Linked DNA regions of Sus scrofa: region 1 is linked to region 2. Evidence: chromatin contacts called from public HiChIP or PLAC-seq data. All regions are on one chromosome and are shown on one strand. The core of a region is the stretch at or near the end of the contact, and the rest is flanking DNA. Distances in the headings are between cores, read along the strand shown.

Region 1 (3,252 bases), core at 614-3,113, 130 kb after region 2:
GAGGGAGGGCCAGGGGCAGGAGCATTTCACATCACTAACCTAACTGGGGAGACTGCAAGGGACCACCTTCAGCTGGCCTTAGGAGGAAGACCAGATGGATGATGGGAGAATCCACAGGAGGGAGAGGAGAGGGAACGTGGCTAGGGGGCAACAGCCCCTTCCTTTCTGGGCACAGGAAGGCAGCCAGGGCACCAGGTCCAGGCAGTGACCTCACAAGGACAGCACAGTTTTTGCAGCTTAGAGGTCACCCACCTGCCCCCACCCAGCTACTCATTCTGCTCGCTGGCTGGTGTAGGGCCACTCTCCGGCCCCAAGGGAGTGGATGGCTCTGTGGCCTGGGGCCCTGCCTCTTCTTCTGTGTCTCCGCCCTTGGAGGCAGCACCAGCCTCTGCCCCTTTGGCCTGGGGCTCCTGGCTCTCAGGGGTGGCAACAGCCTTCCCTTCCTGGGCAGTGCCTTCCTCGCTGCAGGCACCGATCTCCCCCTGCTCTTGCTCTTCCTCTGTGGGCGAGGAGGCAGACGAATCGCCCCCACCCTCCTTCCGATTTCTCTTGAAGGACAGGCCACTCAATTTGAAAGGCTTCTTGAAAGAGAATTTCTTCTTCTTCTTGGGGGTCTCCTTGGGGGGGCCTCCCCCTTGGCCTCAGCCCCCTGGCCAGGGGGTGCTGGCTCGATGGCATCGCCAGTGGCCCCGGCTGCCTCCTCTGTTTCGTTCACGGGGGGCGACTCCCCTTCACCTTTGGGGGATAAGTCTCCATTGCTTTTCACGTGGCCGTTCTCCTGCAAGGCAGAGGAGACAGCAGTGAGGGCCGGGGCTCTGACTCCCCTCCCCCAGCCCGCCCCTGACCTCTCGCAGACAACGGGGTCCCGACTCACTGCGCCGCACCCCCGGAGCCGGCATCCCGTCAAGCCTCCCCCTCCTGCCCCGCACCGGCGCGGCCGGCAGGAGGCGCTGGGGTCCCGGGCGCCCCCTCCCCCGGGGCGCGCTCTCTATTCGGCGCTAGAGCCGCCCGCGGCCGCGGATCCCGGGCGGGCGAGGGAGCCGAGCGGCCGACACTGGGCGGGAAGCCGCCCCGGGGCGCTGTTCGCCGCACCTGGACCGCCTGTTTTCCCTGCCTCTTGCTTTGTGTAAACGGCCCCCACCCACCTCAGGCTCTCCCCACGCCGCGGCTCCTCCCTAAAAAAAAAAAAAAAAAAAAAGGCCGTGGGCTATTGAGGTCGGGTCTGCGGGGGGAGTGCCCTCCCCTCCTGGCGCCCGCCCCGCGGTCCCCGGGTGCCCCCTTGGCGCGGCCCAGCAGCGCCTTTGTTCCCCGTGCGGCCCTCGGGGCGGCCGGGGGCAGCGCCGGGGGCCGGGGCCGCGAACAAAGAAGGCGGCGGGGCCCGGCCGGCGCCCCCTCCCCGCCCCTCCCCTCGCTTCGCCCGCGGGGGCTGCGGCGCCGAGAACAAAGGGACCGGGCGGGGGAGGGGGCGCCGCGTGTCCCGGGCCGGACAAAGCGCGCGGCCCCGGCCCGGGGCCCTAGAGGGGGCGAGGTGTGAGAGGAGGGGGCCGGGTCGGGCCGGGCCGAACGCACCCACCTGTCCGTTAACCTTAGCGGGGGAAGCGCCTGCTGCCTCCTCGGTGGTCACGTCGCCCCGGGGAGCCTTGGAGCTCTGGCTGCCCATGGTGGGGGTTCTGCTGGGGGGCGCCCGGAGCCACCCCGGGCTCGCGCCGCAGGGGATAGTTCGGTCGGGTGGGCCTGGCCGGCGGAGGGGTGGGGCTCACGCCTGAGGGGGAGGGGTGTCGGGGGGAAACCGACTGCACCCCCGCTCCGTGCCCGACCCGCTGGCTGCGCCCGCCGCCTCTCTGCTCCGCGCCAGAATGCCGCCCGCCGCCCGCCGAGCCGCCCATATATACGCGCCCGGAGCTCGGGGCGGGGCCGGACATTTAAATGAGCGCCCAATCGAGGGGCGGAGGCGGGCTCAGGTCGCTGGCCCCACTTGCGCAGTGGGAGACGCTGGCGGTCTGGGCCCCCCCAGCCCACACGGCTGCCGGGGCAGGTGGGGTCCAGGGTGGGAAGGAGAGGGGGGGCGCCTCCGCGAGCCGCGCGGAGAAGGGCTCCTAGAGGAAAGAGGAGAAGGCAGTCATCCTCTCCTCTCACCGCCCACCTCTCAGGGTGGACACCCCAGCTTCTGGAGTGGCCCCTATAGCCTTGGTTGGGCACTGGCAGCCCAGTCAGTGTCCTCGTAGAACTCTGCGAAAGACTCACATGCCCAGACTCGTTAGCCGGCTGGTCCCGAGTTATGCTCCAGAGAATGTGATCGTGGAAGCCGCAGGGCCAGGGCTGGGTCCTGCACCCCCTCAGGCCGGGAGACCAGTACGAGGTCCCGCCCAGGTTCCTGCCTGCCGGCCCCGGGCAGCCTGGAAAGTCTGACCCGCTGCAGGGTCGCTCTGATCAGACTGGTGAGGGCTGTCCCTCATTCCTTTTCTCAGTCCTCTGGTGGCCAGTCACACCGAACCCCCACAGACAAGCTCACCCTTGGCCCTTCCTGCCCTCAGCCTGGATCTATGTCAAAGTCCTGTCTGGGGTGGTCTTGTGACCTTGAGGGGCATCTCCATCCCGGTTGGAAAGCTGAGGAGCCTGAGGCTCACAGATGAGGACATAACCTGTCTGACTCTGACACTCTCCCTTGTCATGGGCTCCCCTGCATCAGAGACCCTCCCCAAGCTGGCAGAAGAAGCCCAGGAAGGGATTCAACAAACCTTAAATCATGCCAGTTCCTGAGGCCTTGAATGGCCCCTTGAGGACAGCCTCCAAGCTACCAGGCCAGCCTTCGGCCCTGCCTGAGTGACAGAGCCAGGAGTCAGGGGCCAGGTAGAGGTGGCTGGAGACGCTCCAGCTGGAATCTCCTGCCACTCCCCCAGAGCAGACCAGGGGGAACCCCAGAGTCCTGGCTGGCTGGGATGTGTGTGTGTCCGTCCCCAAGAGGAAGGGGATGGGGGCTGAAGGAAGCAAAGTTGCAAAGGCAGAGCTCAGCACGTCCCTCCTTCACTCCCTCCTTCCTACAAATAAGGCCTCCTGGGAGGGCTGAGGTTATGAGGTGTGGAGACACCTCAGGGCCTAAGAAATCAGGAACGCCCACAGGTCCGACCACAGAGGAGGTGGCTTCTACATTCAGCACTCACTCTTGTAGCCTCCATCCCTGCCCCCACTCCAAGGCTACACTTGGCTTCATTAGTGCCCCCCCCCCCCATTTTACAGACTAGGACAGAGGTT
Region 2 (3,353 bases), core at 149-2,648:
TCATCGACAATGGTATGGCACCTGCAAAAACCTGGGAAATCCTGGAAACAGTAAAAGTATAGCTGGAACAAAAAAGGCAGAGGGGGACGAAACATTGTAAATCAACTACGCTTTAATAATTTTTTTTAAAAGGCCAAGGGGATGAGGAGGATTGACAGGAAATAAAAGCAAAACCATTTAGGCATTAAATTTCAAGCACAGGAGTTCCTGTTGTGGCTCAGAGGTAAAGAATCCAACTAGCATCCATGAGGACACAGGTTCGATCCCTGGCCTCACTCAGTGGGTTAAGAATCTGGCATTGCCATGAGTTGCAGCGTAGGTCACAGATGTGGCTCGGGTCTGGCGTTGCTATGGCTGTGGTGCAGGCTGGCAGCCACTGCTCTGATTAGACCCCTAGCCTGGGAACTTCCATATGCCGCAGGTGCAGCCCTTAAAAAAAAAAAAAAAAAAAAAAAAAATCCAAGCACATAGGTTGCTGTGTTTTATTCTGTTGTCTACAGACAAATGGAAAAAGAATTGTGATTTCACATTTTGAGAAAAGCTTGGCTATTTTTCCCCTTTAGCACCAGTGCAACTGGGACTTGGTAGGAGTGGGCCAAAGAAAAGGCTCAGGAATCTGCTGAAACCAAACTTCCCCTTACAGGGCCTCAGCACCTTCCAAAGAGGGACTCAAGGTGGAAATGGGGATGGGAAATTAAGTATTTACTTTTCCAAGTTACCTTGACTCACCCTCAAGGAAAGCGCATCATGGTGATTATTTCTTCCTGAGTAAGAAGCAGGGTAGTCCAGTAGTTGAGATGGGTGCCAGACTTCCTGGCTTTGAAACTGCTCTAATCAGTCAATAGCTATGTGACCTTGGACAATCACCTAACAGGTGTAAATTGAGAGTAACAAATACTACAGTATTTATCTGGAGTAGTTACTGGGAAAGCTAGCATTCAAAGAACTACTGTTATTAAAATTTTCTATAGGAATACGGAAATCGAGGCTCTGGGAATGAAAAGAATGCCCGGTCACATAACAAATTAGTGATGAAATTAGGACTGGAAGGAATACAGATCTGATGTCCAGCACCGTATTTTATCCCTCGTCCTCAGAGTTCCTAGATAGTCACAGATATCCTCAGCAGGAGGGAAGGACGGGGTTGAGGTGTGCGGGGAAAAAGCAGCCAGGCGCAAGGCTCTGGGAGCTGAATCATAACTTCTGCGTGATGGAAAGGAGGTTGACGTGAGTACCAGTGCAGAATGACTGGCTGCTTTCGGACCTCCTGGGTCTGGGCTCCAAGAACGAAAGCCCTGTTGCAGCTTGGGAGTCGGGATCAGCCCGGTGCATGGAGGGACATGTAGTCCTTTCTGTCCCTCCACCCCCCCACTCCGCCTTCCCAACTCACCCGCCTCAGAGGCCGCCTTCGCTTCAACTTTCCCAGCAAGCCCCGCGAGAGCGCGGGCTATTGATTGGCCGCGGCGCGAGCAGGCGGCTCTGCCGGCAGCAGTTACCCAGGGTTTCCGGTGAGAGGCCAGAGCAGGAGAAGCCGTCGGGACGTCGGCGGTGGGGTGCGTATTGCGTCGGTTAGGGGTACAAGGCAAGCAGAGGGCCCGGGGCCCGACGCCTTCGGACGGTTCAGGGAATTACGCCGATTCCGCACGAGGACTCGGGCTGGAGTGCAGGGGCCGAGGCCTGTGCGCATGCGCGGGCGGAGCGCGCGGCTGGAGGGCGCGCGGGGCGTGGGTGGCTGCGCGCGCGCGCGGGGGGGTGGGCACACGTGGGGCCTGGGGGGCGGGGAGGAACCGGGAATCCAGCGTCCCGCCACGTCAGTCCCTGGGCCTGAGCCTGTCCGGCGCACGGGCTGTGGTGAGAGGGCTGGGTTGTGCCGGGGAAGTAGCTTCGGGGAAAAAGGAGGCCTCCTCTCCCCTGCTGTTGGGCACACCAGACTTCCCTGACCGACCAGAGATAGGGAGCCCCACTGGCTCCCATCCGAGGAAGGCCGGTCGGTTTAAGAAGCTTTGCGGGTCCGGTGTGGAGATATCAGATCCAGGCTGCGAAGAATTGTTTAAAGTCTGGAAAATAGCAAGTGTATTTGTTTCTATAGGTTCTGCTCATAACCTAACGTTGCAAACAACAATGAAGAACCAAGACAAAAAGAATGGGGCTGCCAAGCAATCTGGCCACACTTCCAACCCCAAAAACACCCCGGGGCAACCGGAAGCAGGACCAGAGGGAGGCCAGGGGCGGCCCAGCCAGTCTGCTCCCACGACAGAAGCTGAAGGTTCCACCAGCCAGGCTCCAGGGAAGGCTGAGGGTGTGTGCCAGCTCTGCTTTTCCAATGGGCAGGGGGAGGAGTTTATGGTGCGTCAGTCTAGCTTCTGGGGTTAGAAGCCAAGGCCACTGTTTATCCAGAAGGGAGGAAATGTAGAATGAGGGGAGGACACCACTGAGTCCTTGAGTGCCCACTCTGCGCTGGGGAGTTGATAGAGCCTCCCACCCTAAGCACAGGGACAGAACTCTCCTGAGAGAAGCTTCTGACAGGATTAAGTCAGGTTGGCAGTCAAATGAGGCACCCAACCAGCAAATCAAAAACACCACTTTCAGCAGTGGGTAACTGCTATTCCTATTTGAGGCATTTCTGGAACTTTTTTTTTTTTTTCTTTTTTTTCTGTTTCTTAGGGCCCCACCCTAGGCATATGGAGGTGCCCAGGCTCAAGTCGAATTGGAGCTACAGCTGCCAGCCTGCACCACAGTCACAGCAACACAGGATCCCTCACCTACTAAGTGAGGCCAAGGGTCGAACCTGAGTCTTCATGAATACTAGTCAGATTCGTTTCTGCTGCACCACAACGGGAACTCTTGGAACTTTTTTAATAGCAAGAAGTGACATTTGCAGGTGGACTAGACCTTGAGTTCCTGCTACATGATGCCACCTCTGTGTTGGGTGGTCTCCTTACTTGATTTCTCTTATAACAAGCATGGTTGGGCAGAGGTGAGAAATAGTTTTATCAGTAATAAAACTGAGGTTTAAAGAAGTTAGGTAACATTTAACCCAAACTAGTAAGTTTGGGCCTGAAAAAATCCCAGCCAGTGGCATAATGGTCTTATTTCTGACTCTGCCCCTCATCCCTCCTGCTGCAGGAGCACAAGCCAAAACTGGGGCCCTCCGTGATGTCTCAGAGGAGTTGAGCCGCCAATTGGAAGACATCCTCAGTACATACTGTATAGACAACAATCAGGGGGGCCCAGGCGAAGATGGGGCACAGGGTGAGCCTGGTGAACCTGAAGATGCAGAGAAGTCCCGGACCTATGCCTCAAGGAATGGGGAGCCTGAGCCAGAGACCCCAGTAGTCAATGGTGAGAAGGAG

The links. HiChIP or PLAC-seq counts read pairs in DNA pulled down with a chosen protein or histone mark.
Region 1: a contact with region 2 is called in an H3K27ac HiChIP or PLAC-seq map of skeletal muscle. The contact joins the promoter of MARCKSL1 here to the promoter of TXLNA in region 2. A contact is called at or near these places in 1 of 47 Hi-C or Micro-C datasets (skeletal muscle) and 2 of 2 datasets of contacts at active chromatin or transcription factors (alveolar macrophages and skeletal muscle).

The regions. Positions count from the first base shown.
Region 1 is chr6:88,785,909-88,789,160 of Sscrofa11.1, forward strand. It overlaps MARCKSL1 (MARCKS-related protein), which reads right to left and starts at 1,864. Exons shown (of 4, transcript XM_003356281.4): 1 at 1,574-1,864; 2 at 1,146-1,175; 3 at 631-778; 4 at 1-628. The coding sequence starts at 1,660. The coding sequence ends at 267.
Region 2 is chr6:88,658,653-88,662,005 of Sscrofa11.1, forward strand. It overlaps TXLNA (alpha-taxilin), which reads left to right and starts at 1,399. Exons shown (of 11, transcript XM_003127774.6): 1 at 1,399-1,553; 2 at 2,090-2,299; 3 at 3,127-3,353. The coding sequence starts at 2,122.